Linked DNA regions of Sus scrofa: all the other regions are linked to region 3. The links are chromatin contacts, called in public Hi-C and HiChIP or PLAC-seq maps. All regions are on one chromosome and are shown on one strand. The core of a region is the stretch at or near the end of the contact, and the rest is flanking DNA. Distances in the headings are between cores, read along the strand shown. Region 1 holds the start of SRP54 (signal recognition particle 54 kDa protein). Region 2 holds the start of BAZ1A (bromodomain adjacent to zinc finger domain 1A). Region 3 holds the start of BRMS1L (breast cancer metastasis-suppressor 1-like protein). Region 4 holds the start of CFL2 (cofilin 2). Region 5 holds the start of PPP2R3C (serine/threonine-protein phosphatase 2A regulatory subunit B'' subunit gamma).

What was found. Hi-C and Micro-C count contacts between places; a contact is called where the count stands out from the background. HiChIP or PLAC-seq counts read pairs in DNA pulled down with a chosen protein or histone mark.
Region 1: a Hi-C map of liver shows a contact between it and region 3, with 5 times the contacts expected there. The contact joins the promoter of SRP54 here to the promoter of BRMS1L in region 3. A contact is called at or near these places in 2 of 47 Hi-C or Micro-C datasets (heart right ventricle and liver) and 1 of 2 datasets of contacts at active chromatin or transcription factors (skeletal muscle).
Region 2: a contact with region 3 is called in an H3K27ac HiChIP or PLAC-seq map of alveolar macrophages, with 8 times the contacts expected there. The contact joins the promoter of BAZ1A here to the promoter of BRMS1L in region 3. A contact is called at or near these places in 2 of 5 promoter capture datasets (fetal liver and fetal skeletal muscle), 3 of 47 Hi-C or Micro-C datasets (heart right ventricle, liver and skeletal muscle) and 1 of 2 datasets of contacts at active chromatin or transcription factors (alveolar macrophages).
Region 4: a Hi-C map of skeletal muscle shows a contact between it and region 3, with 3 times the contacts expected there. The contact joins the promoter of CFL2 here to the promoter of BRMS1L in region 3. A contact is called at or near these places in 1 of 5 promoter capture datasets (fetal liver) and 2 of 47 Hi-C or Micro-C datasets (heart right ventricle and skeletal muscle).
Region 5: an H3K27ac HiChIP or PLAC-seq map of skeletal muscle shows a contact between it and region 3, with 6 times the contacts expected there. The contact joins the promoter of PPP2R3C here to the promoter of BRMS1L in region 3. A contact is called at or near these places in 2 of 5 promoter capture datasets (fetal liver and liver) and 2 of 2 datasets of contacts at active chromatin or transcription factors (alveolar macrophages and skeletal muscle).

What each region holds. Positions count from the first base shown.
Region 1 is chr7:64,876,156-64,878,855 of Sscrofa11.1, reverse strand. It overlaps SRP54 (signal recognition particle 54 kDa protein), which reads left to right and starts at 1,282. Exons shown (of 16, transcript XM_001927799.7): 1 at 1,282-1,879. LOC100153150 reads right to left here and starts at 1,617. Exons shown (of 8, transcript XM_021099173.1): 1 at 1,078-1,617. The coding sequence starts at 1,174.
Region 2 is chr7:64,968,255-64,970,954 of Sscrofa11.1, reverse strand. BAZ1A (bromodomain adjacent to zinc finger domain 1A) reads right to left here and starts at 1,329. Exons shown (of 27, transcript NM_001244159.1): 1 at 1,085-1,329; 2 at 455-625. The coding sequence starts at 567. It overlaps LOC106507712, which reads right to left and starts at 1,528. Exons shown (of 3, transcript XM_021100054.1): 1 at 1,035-1,528; 2 at 682-979; 3 at 587-625. The coding sequence starts at 1,528. The coding sequence ends at 587.
Region 3 is chr7:64,122,487-64,125,186 of Sscrofa11.1, reverse strand. It overlaps BRMS1L (breast cancer metastasis-suppressor 1-like protein), which reads left to right and starts at 1,335. Exons shown (of 10, transcript XM_013989042.1): 1 at 1,335-1,700. The coding sequence starts at 1,559.
Region 4 is chr7:65,089,693-65,092,392 of Sscrofa11.1, reverse strand. CFL2 (cofilin 2) reads right to left here and starts at 1,266. Exons shown (of 4, transcript NM_001025215.1): 1 at 1,092-1,266; 2 at 672-979; 3 at 474-550; 4 at 1-390. The coding sequence starts at 1,094. The coding sequence ends at 278.
Region 5 is chr7:64,761,610-64,764,309 of Sscrofa11.1, reverse strand. PPP2R3C (serine/threonine-protein phosphatase 2A regulatory subunit B'' subunit gamma) reads right to left here and starts at 1,398. Exons shown (of 13, transcript XM_021099169.1): 1 at 855-1,398. The coding sequence starts at 912. It overlaps KIAA0391 (mitochondrial ribonuclease P protein 3), which reads left to right and starts at 1,038. Exons shown (of 8, transcript XM_021099168.1): 1 at 1,038-1,192; 2 at 1,882-2,700. The coding sequence starts at 2,181.

The DNA of each region.
Region 1 (2,700 bases), core at 33-2,532, 750 kb before region 3:
AGGAGTTGAATGGGAGCTGCAGCTGAGGCCTACCGCACAGCCACAGCAACACCAGATCTGAGCTTCATCTGTGATCTACGCTGTAGCTTGTGGCAACACAAGATCCTTAACTCAGAGTGAGGTCAGGGATGACACCTGAATCTTCACCGACACTAAATTGGATTCTTAACCCAGTAAGCCACAACAGGAACTCCCAGAGATGTATTTTCTGTCTCTATAAATTAGCTTGAAATTTCCTGATTTTATATAAATCGGATCATATGGTATGCAGGTTTTTTTCAATATGGTTTATTTCGCTTAGCAAATTTATCCTTGCTGTTACACATTAAACACTTTATTCCATTTATTTGTCAATATTCCAATACAAAAATACAGCACAATTTATCCATTCATCTGTTTCAGAAGGAGATGCCTCCTTCCCACCCCTTTTCTTGCCATACTGTACTGGCTAGAAGCTCTATTACTGATGCTGGCTAGAAGTGATTAGTACAAATCCTTGTCTTATTCTACTTTTGTGTGTGGGGGGGGCACACATCTGGAAAAGGACCTTATTCAAAAATCAAGGTCCTTTCCCTTTTTCCCTTTTTCTTCTCCCTTTCCCCATCCTGGAAAAACTGCTAGTAAATTAACGGCCCATTTTACAATTGAGAAAATAAATGCACTAGCTACATGTGATTCTGTCTGCAGGGTTAAAACTTCCAGCTCTATATCCTAAAACCTCTCTTGCAAAGGGCGTTTTCAGGTAGGATCCTAATGGTTGTCCCAAATTTGTGGGAAGGCTAACCCCTCCTTTGATTTTCCCTTCATAAAAGGGGTTAGACACAAGGTGGCTCTAGCGGCTTGTCTGAAGTCTGTAGCGGAATCACAAACCCAGAGCAACGTCTTCCTGCACCCAATCCTACAATGGACTCAACCTGCCAAAGTTTGAGATGTGCCCTCGACGACCAGCCCCGTTAGCAGAGCGGAGACCAGCACAGCTACCCTATGGAAGGCTTTAGGCCTCTTCCTGAGTCCCCAAGGTCGGCGCCCACAGCATATCCTTGCCCCAACCGCCTGCCTCTGGTTCTGATCACTTACGGGTAGTTCGCATCCACTGAAGCAGCGCTGGGAGGTCCGCCGGAGCCACCGTATTAAGCAGCTGCAGTACCGCCTGCCTCGCGGAGTGGAATTCCATGTTGAAGCAGAAAACAAGAGCAGGGGGAGGTTTGCATCGCGCACGCGCAGCCAGAGGAGGATCCAGACACCCGATTTGACCCAAGGTGGAACCCGCCTCCCAGGGCTGAGAAAGTCCTAAGCGCCGCCCCCTCCGTGGAGTTCTCACGTGCTCCCGGGAATCCCTACATTCAATTGCACCCCCATCTCTCCTAATTACTCTCTTAGCTGGTGGTGCTCAGCAAGTCATTTTTTTTCTTAAGGTGGCGCCTGGAAGCCCGACTTCTTTCCTGAGATGGCATCCCTAGAGAGCCTCGTATCTTAATACTAACTTTAATGCTGTAGTTATGGAGCAATAAAAAACGACTGTCAAAAACCGGCAAAGCAAACAACTCAAAAAACCCTTTCAATAAAGCGCACCGAAGGAATGCGGCGGGTGCCCCGGAAGCGGAAGTGTATCCTGTTCTTGAAAGGCTGGACTACGCAGAGTGGTGACGTTTCCTCATTGGGCGGAAGGTTCGGTGGCAGTCGTCGGTCTTCCAGCTGGTGGGAGTTGGCGTCGCGGTGCTGGGCGCTGGGACCCTAGTTTATATAGTTTTGGAAGTCGGGCTGTGGGGTCGCCCCTGTCTTTCTGATCCTCGCTTTCCCGGGTTTACTCCCCCAGCGTGGGGCTTCGCGAAGGATTTCCCGGCCCCTTTGGGCCACGGCGGTGGCGGTGCCTTTTGCGGTAAGTGTCTGCTTTTTCCCGCCCCTGACTACCGGGTAGCAGCTAGGGGCAGCCCCGTCGCTGCTTAGGGGTCTAGACACTCCGGAGGGAATCGGCTTCCTAGGCCACCAATTGTCGTCCCCGAGACCGAGATGTTCTGGCCCATTTTCATCTCGTATCCCCCGTCAGAAGTTTTGTTGAAAGATGCGCTGTGACCCTTTTAAATTGTCTTCTGGCTTACCTGAGCCAAGTTAGACGTAAACAGTTGCAGGCCTGACTCTTGGTTTTGTTTTCCTGATCAAGAATTTAGATTCAGGCTACTTACCTGAAAATCTTGAGGCGTTCCAGATTTTATCTTTCCATGTTAACTTGTGCCTAATTAACCCAGCGTCCCACATATAGTAGACATTCAGTAAATGAGTAAGGGATATCAGTTCAGTGCCATTGATGACTTAGGATAAATTGATGGTTCTCTCTGTAGCGTTCGGCTCTAATAACCACTTCTTGAAGCTCTTTCCCCTATTGGCGTTCTTGATGCTTTGCTCACCTAGTTCTTTCATATGCTTCATTCAACAAAATATTTACTCATTCTTATCTGTAGGGTTGCTGAAATGAATGACACCAACCCTGGCATTGAGGAGATAGCGGAACAATGAGAGAGAAGCACATAAATATACATTATAGCAAGATGAGTAATAAACTCCAGTAAGGTATAAAGAGTCATGAGAGCTATGGGAACACAGAGGAGAGTGTGCTCCTTAGGAGATTTGGGAGCTTGAGCAAGTTGATATTCCAATTTAGCCTCAGTTTCCTTATCTATCTATTAGCTTAGTATGAGGATG
Region 2 (2,700 bases), core at 80-2,579, 850 kb before region 3:
TGCCCCCAGGGGCGGGGATTCCCTCCCGGGGCCGGGGGACGGCGGCTCCGCGCCGCTGACCCGAGCGGGGATCCCCTCGGCCGCCAGGCGGGGATCCCGGAACTGGCCCCGGAGCGCGCGTGTGGCCGCGGCGGGGAGGGGCGAGGCGGGGAGTTTCCGCCGCTCGGCTGCCGGGCGGCTGCCGCGACTGGAAGCTGTCCCCGCGGCCGGCCTGGGACCCGAGGCTACTCTGCCCGGGCCGGCTCTACCCACGCGCGCCGCGGCCAGTGGGGCCAGCCGGGGGCCCCGCGCAGTCACTGGTTGGGCTCGGGGGCCAAAGAAACGCGGGCCCGCGACCACCCGTCACTTTCCCGTCGCCCCACCAGAAGCCCAGAGCGAGAATAAGGAAAGAGACAAAAGGACGTGGGGGAGAGAGTCCACACACTCCCTCGCACCCCCCGCGCCCGGCCCTTACTCGTAGTGGCGGAAGATCTCGTTGGTGACTTTACAGTAGAAAACTTCCTCGTCGGGCCGTAGGTCCGCGGGCGGCTTCTGTCTCACAAACGGCTTTCGGTGTAGCAGCGGCATCTCGTGTCCGCCCGCGGGCTCACCCGGACCCTCGGCCGCCCGCGCCGGCCCCGCTTCCCTATCAAAATTGGAGGGAAAGGAAAGCCGGTAAGGTGGGGAGCGCTCGGCGGCGGCGTGGGCCGGTCCGCGCGCCGGGGAAGCTCGACTGCCTTTTGTGTGACTGACGCGCCGCGACTGCCACCGGAGCCGAGGTCGCTCCTGTCGCGGCCGGGGTATCGAAAGAGCGGAGCCGCCCCACCTCCGCACGCCCGGCTGCCGGCTCACAATGGGGCCGGACGCCCGGCCGCGGGCGGGCAGTGCGGGAGCGACGGCGGCCCCCTCCCCCGCGCCCTCTCCCAGCCCGCGGCCGCCGCCGCCGCGGGGCTCACAACGTGCTCGGCGCGCAGCCGGCCGGCCCGACGCCGCGAGGGAGCTCGCTGCGGGCGGACCCCGGAGTCACTCCGCTTTGTTCCCCCGCTCTCCTCCACTTCGCTGCCGGCGTCGGCCGGCTCCCGAGCGACCACACGGAGCCCCTCACCTGCAAGTACGCCGGCTGCCACTTCTCCACCTTCTCAACTACAAAGGCGGCGAGGGGAGGCTCTGTCCCCCCCGGGGGGTCGCTTCCCGCCGGCCCCGCGGCGCTGCTGGCCGCCGCTTCTCCCGCTGCCACGGCCTGGCTCCGCGCGGGGAATCGCGTCCCACCGCCACTTCCCCGCCTCTCCGAGCTCCTGGGAAGTTTCTGATCTACTTTCGGCTCCGAAGGAGGAAGAGCTGTTGGGAGGAGCTTTTCACTTCTCGCTTCTACCTTTTTATTGGCTACTCGATGACTTTTACAGCCTGTCACTGATACAGGAAGAGACGGCGGAGAGCCTGGGAGAGCTACATTATTAATTAATAGAGCAACCCCTTGTGAAGAATCAGAAGCATCCTCCATGTTTGCGATTATCAACCCAAAGATCTGCGAAGAGCGCTGGGGTTTCATAAACACGCGACTAACAAAGTAAAGCCTTCCTCTTCAAGTCTGGCACCAGCGCTTGGTTCCGCGATGGGAAAAGGAGTCCTATTGAGATTTAACTTTTATTTTAAGGAAGGGAAGAGGGAGGAGAAATAAGAAGTGGAAAATATTTTGATATTTTCTAATTCAAAATTAGAGTTCTCATGTCTAAAAAATAATTTGCTTATGTAAAACCTTCACCTTGAAAATACCTTTCTTGACAGCAATGCTCTTTACTACTAAGGACAATTCAAAGACCTAAAAAAGTATGTCGGAAAATGTCATCATGCCTATAGGGCCCCCTCGTATTTAAATTAAAAAGTAGTATTTAGAAGAATACGGCGCTGAAAACATTCTGCAAGGGATCAGTATTTAATTCAATAATTCGGAATTTTAAAGATTGTGGATTTACTAGTGAAATTTTCCCTAAAACGACTTTCCCATATCAATGATTTCCATATGTGAAACTAATTTTAATGATATAATGTGACTTTCGAATTTAAAAGAATTTTCCAAAACTACAAATAACTTTAAATGTTTGCCAGCTTTATATTAAATGGTCTTTTTGGCGACAACCTTTGACATTTGCTTACTTGCATATTAACATGTAAGAATGGGCCTAAAAGACAATTTGAAGAGCAGCCATTCAACAAAGGATGTAACTAATTACTAATATTATGAAATGATCTCAGTCGTAGAAACAATGTGGGATCATCTTTGTTTCTTCAAATTAAGTACATATGTGTACTGGAGCAGAAAATGTAAGGGATCTATTCAAATCTCAAGAGTTGTCATTTTTAAACTTCTTTTAAGATACTTTTACGTGGCTAGAAAAATTTTGTGATTCAAAAATCATTAATAAAATTAATGCATCTTAGTGTATAGTCAAAGAGGCTTGGACATACTTTCAGGGGTTAGTAAGTATATTCCTCTGGATAAACTTCAAAAAATTACCCACTCAAAGATTTGAAGTTTTAAACTGGCCACCCACTAGTACACTGAGTGACACTATAGAATTCCTTACCTAGAAAGTAATTTTCCAGGTGAAAAACTTAGAGCCAACAAAGATAGACTCATAACAGGGACAAGGAGGATGGATAATTTTCAACCAATATTGAAGCATCGCTCTCACAGTTCAAAATCCCAACTTAACTCTCAAG
Region 3 (2,700 bases), core at 86-2,585:
CCACTGAGCCATCAGGGAAATCCCAACTCCTACCTTTTAAAGGCTAGATTGAGGAAACTTCACTCAGCTTTCATGGTTTGCTTTATATTAATTTGTATTTTCCAAGCTGACAATATTCTTTTCCAGCCTTATTCATTTTTCCCCTTATGGTTTCTCTTACATTTGCTACACATCTTTTTAAAAATCTATTTGAGGAGGGGAGAGAGAAACTCCTTTTAAGCAAAACACCACCCTGTAACTCTAATTGCGCAATCTTATATTATTTTGTCTGCCTTAAACATAAATATAATGATGACAGGACTTTTAGAGCTGGAAGAGAACTTAGCAATAACATAATGCAACCTTCTTGTTTTACCACTGATGAGATATTATGTGATTTGCCCAAATGAATTGCCTGGTTATCAGTAGAACTAGGGCTAGAATCCATACCTCCTCTCCAGCTTCCTTCTGTTTTTCTTTAAGCAGCAGAACAGAAAGCACTTGCTACAGGGGCACTGTGTGATGGTGGTTGGGTGTGGGCTCTGATGCTGGACTACTCAAGTTCAAACCTTAGCTTTGCTACTTATTAGTGGTGTGACTTTGGCCAAGTAATCTAACTTGGCGCTTCAGTTTCCTCATTTACAAAACGGAAGGCTAATTATATGTAGTTCATGGAGTTTTTATAAGGATTAAGTGAATTAATGTACTTAAAGCACATAACAGTGCTTGGCACATAAAGAGTGACCAGAGTGTATTTTTCATTGAAAACTTAAGACCGGTGGCATTTTCACGTTGCATATGGTAAAAAACGAATGCAAAAAATACTAGCTGAAAGTGCCATGATAAAAATTCCTTTCTTTCCATATTTTTGATTACAAAAGTCTCAAAAAACAATTGGAAGATTTTTGTGCAACATAGAAAGTGCAAGTTATCGTCAGCAGAAACTAATTTATTAATATTAGTTTATTAGTGGTAATAAATATGCTTAGGTAAAAACATTTCTCCAGTTCCCTCAGCCTCAAAGGGGAGGAAAAATCCTCGGGCAAAAGACCTTTTCACATCTGACAGTAACATTTTGGATAGCTTGGGCGCTCAGACAATCACTTGGCGGGAAAAGAATAAATAAAGACCAAATTCGCACAATCTGTTTTTGCTTAGTTTACAAACTCCGATCGAGTCTGGCAGCTTTCATGCCTTGTGGGACTTGAAGTCCAGAGAGGAGAAGCAAGCCGGGCCATTGAAGCTTGGAAGCCGGCTGCCCCTGCGGGTCTTGAACCACTAGGGACTACAACTCCCAACATACACCGCGAGGCCGCGCCGTAATTACTGGTAACCAACCGGACCCGAGCTACACAAGCCCCATCCCCCCGGCTAGGAGCACTGCCTCCACCAATGGCAGAGCTCCCAGCGCAGAGCCTGCGGGTTAGGTTGTGAGGCTCGGGCCGGGGGCGGGGAGGAGCCGAGGGGTTTCAGAACGAGCTCCGCCGCTGGGTGGGTCGGGGCGTTCCGCGCGCCCTTCACTGAAGCGGCGGTGGCCGGGCTGGGCACTGGGAGTGGGAAGCGACGGCGCGGCTGGAAAATGCCAGTCCATTCTCGAGGGGATAAGAAGGAGACGAACCATCACGATGAGATGGAGGTGGACTACGCCGAAAACGAGGGGAGCAGCTCTGAGGACGAGGACACCGAGAGCTCGTCGGTCTCTGAGGATGGAGATAGCTCAGGTACGCGACCCAGCAGAGCTGGGACCCCAAGTCCTCGAGCCAGACTAGCGCCAGGCCGCTCTCTGCACGCCGGCAGCTGCGTCCTGCTGGGAGAGCGGGGCGGGGAGAGAGGGAAGGGGCGGAGACTCACTCCCGGCCCTCGGTAGCACCGGGACTGTTCGCCGGGCGCTGCCTGTGCTCCTGGCGGATCCCGGTTGGCGGGGCGGGGCGGGGCGGGGCGGGGCTGGGCAGGGCGCGAGCCTGGACTCGCCGCACTTCTGGACGCCGCGCGGACCTGCCCACGGTCCGCCCCGCCCTTGGGACCTCCGGGCTGTGCCCGGAGCCGTCCGGAGCGAGGACTGTCCCGCATCCTGTCTGGGAGACTCTGGAAATGCCTCCTCTCCTCAGACCACCCACTTCTTATTTTACACCTTTGCAACCTTTACTTCGCAACGTGGGTGGGTTGTCTGAGCCAAGGGTAGATTTGTATTGGCTCCTGGCCGGTTTAGAATTTATTAATCTCAGCTTCCAAGTCAACGTGTCAGTCAGTACTTGACATCGGTGCTCTTTCGGGGGGCTGACGTGGGAGCGGTACCGTTTGCAGCATCTCTCTGAACTTTTCAAGACTGAGAGGAGCCCAACATCATGGATGATAGTTTTTGCACCCTTTTAGGAATTATTATTTTAAAAACAAATGGAATTTGTGATTACTTGGATTCTTTTTTTCTGTCCATATAATGAATGTGAGACATTATTTTTTGTCTTGGTCTGATTTTGGCCATGTAAAGCAAGAATTGATGACAGATTGATGACAGTGTGTTGTCATCTCTACACCCTCTTTTCAGGTTTCCTTTCAAAGAACCTCCGTGGAAGAATGTACTGCAGTCAATAAATCAACCAACCCCAAATAAGTGTTTATAAGTGACTTCTTCGTGCAATTCTGGGTTCTACTCAGTGTGAGGTATAAATAGTTACGATCTGACTTCAATTAAAGATCTTTCATAGGTCACCACTTCCTTAA
Region 4 (2,700 bases), core at 17-2,516, 970 kb before region 3:
TGCTGCAAGGGAGGCATGTAATCAGTTGTTTTGGCTAAAATATGAGGGGAAGGCATTCCTTGGGTTCTACATAAAAGTAACAGTATTAAACAGTCTAATGGCAATCACTGATAGGCTGCTTACATGAATGGTATTTCCTTCATTCACTGTGTTGGAAGGACCCAGTGGGAAAAAGAAGAAAGAAAAAAAAAAAACAAAAAACACCTAATACTATTCCAATCGACTGAGCTGGAGAAATGGAAGCTCCTTAAGATCCGGATGGCACTTGACTGTCATTTTATAAGGGTTTTCCTTCAAGTGAAACGACTACGTTGCCTCCCAATTTCTCTCCAAGTGTTGAACGGTCCTTTATATCGTCCAAGCCATTTACTTGCCACTCATGTTTAATACCTAAAAAGAAAACACATTACCCCATTACTTTATCATTACTAAGAAAGAGCAGTTCCTCTGTACAAAATATTCAATGTCTGTACCTGTAAATTTCTTTTTAATGGCATCTTTAGAGCTAGCATAAATCATCTTGCTTTTTAAAGGTGCACTTTCAGGAGCCCTATAGGGAAGAAAGAAAAAAACTGTTGACTCCCACTTAAGAGAAAAACAAAGGCAAAACTGACTCTGTTAATAACAATCCTTGCATTTTAAAAGTACTTTTTTCTTTTGTTTTTACACACCAGAATATAAATACTAGGTCTTCTTTCTTAGACTCTTTTGTTTCGTATGTGGCATCGTACAAAGCATATCGGCAATCATTCAGAGGTAGCAACTTCACAAAAGATGTGTAGGGGTCCTCTACAGTATCACCAATGTCACCCACCAAGATCTGCTTTGCTTCCTCTACAATTATTTGTCTTTTGTCATCACTTAAACAGAAGAGAACTGCTTTCTTTCTTTTTTTGATCTCTTCTTGTGTAGAAGATTTCCTTACTTTCATGTCATTAAAAACTTTGATGACTTCATCATTCACTGTAACTCCAGAAGCCTGAAAATAAAGAAAGAAAAGCAATTCAGTGCACACATTTTGGTTTTAACCGAAATTACTGTTTGCCCAGGGAGGATTCACTTTAGTCTGGACATCGAAAATTGCATCATACCATGCAAGTAGTCCAATCAAATTTGCCACATTTTAAGTACCAGTCCTTGATGCACCTAAGGATTCTAACTCATCCTGCCCCATTCATCCTTCTTTTAAAAAGGGGTTTGGAGGTGAAGTAACTGGAAGGTAGAGGGAAAGGGACAAATACAGGCTGTCCCATCCCTGAAATGTTTCCTATTTCACTGGGTGATGTCAGAGCTTCAGGAACAGCAGCAAAAATACCTTCTGTATTGTGTCAACCCAGCAGGCCTTAAAAAAACACTTTTGGATTTCAGTTAATGCTTCTACTATTTTTTTCTTTAAAGTCATCCTAGCCAGTGCCGTTTCCTCATATGGAAAGAGAATCGAGTGTGAACTCCAAGCCGCCCACGGCTACAACATAATTGCCTCACAGCTCAAAGGCAGACACTTCACAACTAACGGATCGGATCGCGTGTAAAAAGCTTTTTACAGCGAGAAAGCATTTTTAAGAGTTTTCCCACCTCCTTAATCTCCCCCTAAGGGTTTTATGACAGGCCATCAAGACCCTCACCGAAAGCCTCCAGAAAGGGCTTTACAGCACGTACCAATTTGAGAGCTCGCGTGCGGGGTAAAATTAGGTAGCGGAAGGCAAAGGCGGCGAGAGGAGGCGGGGAGGGTGGGGAGGAAGCTCAGTGGACCCTCCGGCGCCCCCGGCCGCCGCCCCCCGGCCCAGGCTCCAGCCCCCGCCCCGCGCCCCCCGCCCCGCGCCCGGGCTCTCCCTGCCCCCAGGAATCCGGAGAGCGGCCGGGCAGGGCCTGACGGCGGGAGGGCAGGCCGGCTGGAAGAGAGCAGCGGGGCCGCAGCGCCCACCTTGGAGGCCAAAATCAGGTTAAAATGGCGGCCTCAGGCCCGAGGCCCGGCGGGGCCGCGCGGGGGTTTATGCTCGCCGTGCCCCGGCCCCCTTGGCCGCCGGGGTCCCCGGCCGGCGCTCCCGCCTTACCATAGTGCCCGCGGCTGAGACTGCGGCGGCGGCGGCGGCGGCGGCTCGGCTCCGGCTGTGTGGCGATGCGAGCAGAAGGAGGGGCGGGAGGCGGCGAGTGCGGGGCACGCCGGGAGTGCGGCCCGAGAGGCGGCGGCGACGGCTCGGGGGGCTGCGGCGCAGGCGGGGCGGTCACGTGGGCGCGCCCCTGGCCGGCCCTTCGGCCCCGCCCGCGTCCTCGACCTGACCCCGCTCGCGCCCTGCAGGCCCGGCTGCCGCGGTCGGGGCCCCGGGACCTGGCGAGGAGGCCTCTACCCCGGGGCACCAGTGGTCCGGTCCTCCAGCTCCCTGAGGGGTGTTTCTACACTGCTTCCCCGAGAGCGAGGGCGCGGGCGCGTCTGTGGGGAACCGCTCTCCGAGGTGGTCTCGCCTTCGCCTGCGGTTTCCACCGAAAGGAGCTGGATTCCTACGTTGTGGGTCTTTTTTAGAAAACCCCTTAAGAGATGGTGTGAATTGTTTAGATCTCCTTCCTCCAATTCAATGAGAATAAACACTATGGGGGGGTCCCCCCCGCAATTGATGGAATTAATGAGCAAAAACAAAATGACAAATAGAGACGGAGAAATCACTTTCCAAAAGTCTGCGTTTCAAATAATAATAGGGGGAA
Region 5 (2,700 bases), core at 149-2,648, 640 kb before region 3:
GAAGTCAATGAATAAAATAGAGGAACACGATCTAGTGTTGGAGCAGAGGGACTGTCTCAAATAGGAGCATGGCCAGTTTATTATCTTAAGGTCACCTATGGGGGGATGGTGACAGAAATGGTAAAATGGAAACAGGTGAATTTCTTCGATTGTTTCTACTTTCTCAAATACATATACTAGCTCATCAGCTAGAAGTAAGGAGTAAGTAGGACATACTGGAGGACTGGAGGTTGGGAGATGAGAAAGAACTGCCATAGACTGCAGGAACCTGACTTTAGGGAAACACGGAAGAAGTGTAAATGAACTTCAAAACACCTACTTTAAGTTACACGAATTAAAAGCGAGGCAGTTCACCATGGTTCCATTTTTCTCCAATCACTTTCAGCTGCCCTGGATGCAGATGTGGAATAGGAACGATGTTTAATTAGGCTGATAAGTTAGTAAGTATGAAGTAGAAGGAAAAGACAAGGAAAAGTGGATTATGAAGTCTAAAATGGATTAAGGAGAAAAATGAAAAGTGTGGCAAATAAAAATCTACAGGAGCAATGGATTATAGATCCCGGTAGGATAGAAGGGTTGTTGGCGTCGGGATTCTCAATGATCCTTCACAAGTCTAGGTCTGGACCACCCAAGTGAGTGGCTAAGGTAACTTTTTATTCCCACAAATCTTTTGCCAGGGAAATGTGGATCAAACATCTCTGGCTCCTAAACCCATTCCAGTCAGCCTCCTTTGTCAGGAGAGGCTTTACCCAAGAGGAAAGCGCGGCTCCCAGGAGCTGCCCCTGCCCATCCTCCTCCCACCTCCGGGAGTTTAGAGCCAGGCTCTTTTTGCGGGCGGCCCCTCCCAAACTCACTGTTTGGACCGGTGTTGGGCATCGCTAACCGCCGGCGCAGAATTTCTTTCCAGTCCATCGCTGACCCCGACGCTTCAGTTCCGGCATTTGCTGTTTACCAACCGCTCCACCCACGCCAGCTCTGGCGTCAACACCGCCCAGCCCCGTAAAGGTTACGAAGGCTGCTCGACCACCATCTTAGCCACGGGCGGAAGTCGGCTAATCCGGCTAAGTCGGTCACTATCGCCACTGAGGAAAATACGGCGCTCACGCAAACAGCAGGGGGAACAAACGTGAAAGAGACGGAGAATGAGCCTCTTTAAGGCAGCGTCCCAGCTTCACCAAGCCCGATTTTAAAGGTACAGGATAAGAAAGCCTGCTCTATTTCTTCATCTCGGCCCTTTGGCGCTTGTCCCCACGTGACCCAGAAGTTCCTGCGGCACTTCCGGCTAAAGGAAAGAGCTTTCTAATTTCAGTTTCTTTTCATTGGTCATTGCGGTATCTGAAGGCCCCTTGAATGCAGTAGCCGCCTTCAGCAGCCGCCTGTATCCCCCTCCCGCCACTAAAAGGCTCAGAATCCCCTTTACTCGCTTCCAGGCCGGGCAGAACGCCTGCGCTGGGTTCAGCCACGCCTCCGCAGCCCGGGCCGTCGCGGTGCATTGTGGGCGCGGTAGTTTCCGCCTCGTTTCTGGATGCATGGAGCGTGAGTGCTGTGGTGAGTTGTTGAATCAAGTGAACTCCGTTTGTGGTCCATGGGTACATTGTAGGAGCACTGCATCCTCGTGGACTTCCCTTCCTTACCTGTGTCGCTGGCTGGCTCTTTCTCTTCCCCTTCCCCAGCCCTGTTTCCTCATTTGGCGAGTTTGGCGGCCAGGGCCCCTGGACTTGGGCTTTCGCCTCTGACCTTACTGCTGGTGGGTCTGGGGTAGGGGGCTCTCGACTTTACGCCTCTTCTGCAACCCGGCTCCTCTGGGATCCTGCCCCTTTTCAAGGACGTCTATGGTCCATGTGAGTCAACTGGCTGATACTCTTTGTGCCTTTTTCTTAGGTTCCAGACTGGAATATAATAGGCACCAGAGGATTCCTCCTTTGTTCTCTCTACCTGGGACTTGTGACCGACGTTGGATGTCTTCAGATCGTTGTTTAATGGAGAGAACGGAACCAAACTTCACTGCTGTTAACTAGCCCCCAAATCAGAACCCACATTTGTCTTAGAAGCTGAAAATCATCTTTTAGAAAGTTGCCGCTTCGATTCTCCACCTTCTACCCCCAATCTCTTAATTATGCTGTAGACGTTGGGGCTTTTTGACCATATCTCTTACAATCTGGTGCTGATTTCACTGCATAATGACTTTCTATTTTACTGGTATTCGGAGCTTTCCTAAGCTTTGGAAGAGTAACCCATACCTTGGCCTAGGCCCAGGACACGCCTATCTCAGTCTCCTTCTCAAAGACTGTTATGGTATCAGGAACTATAAGTGGTTTTCTCTTAAACCAATGTCTCCACAAAATACCAAAGCCATGAATCTGCTGATTGCCAAGGCTAGATATGTCAGGAAAAGAGATGAGGGTAGTAATAAGCAAGTTTCTGCTGATTCTCCTCATCTCTTTGCAGCTGGAGCAGCTAAGAAGAGATCAGAGATGAATCCTCAGAGTAAAGATTATTTCCGGCCGCCTGTGAGGAACATTGTTCAACTCCCAACAAAACCTTTGAATTCAGAGGAGTGGAATAAACTTAAGGAAGATTTCAAAGGAAAGACTAATTTTGAGAATTGGATCCTTTCACAGATGGTTAAATATCATAGCTCTATAGATGTGGCTAAATCTGTACTGGCTTGGGTAGCTGCAAACAACAATGGTGTTATAG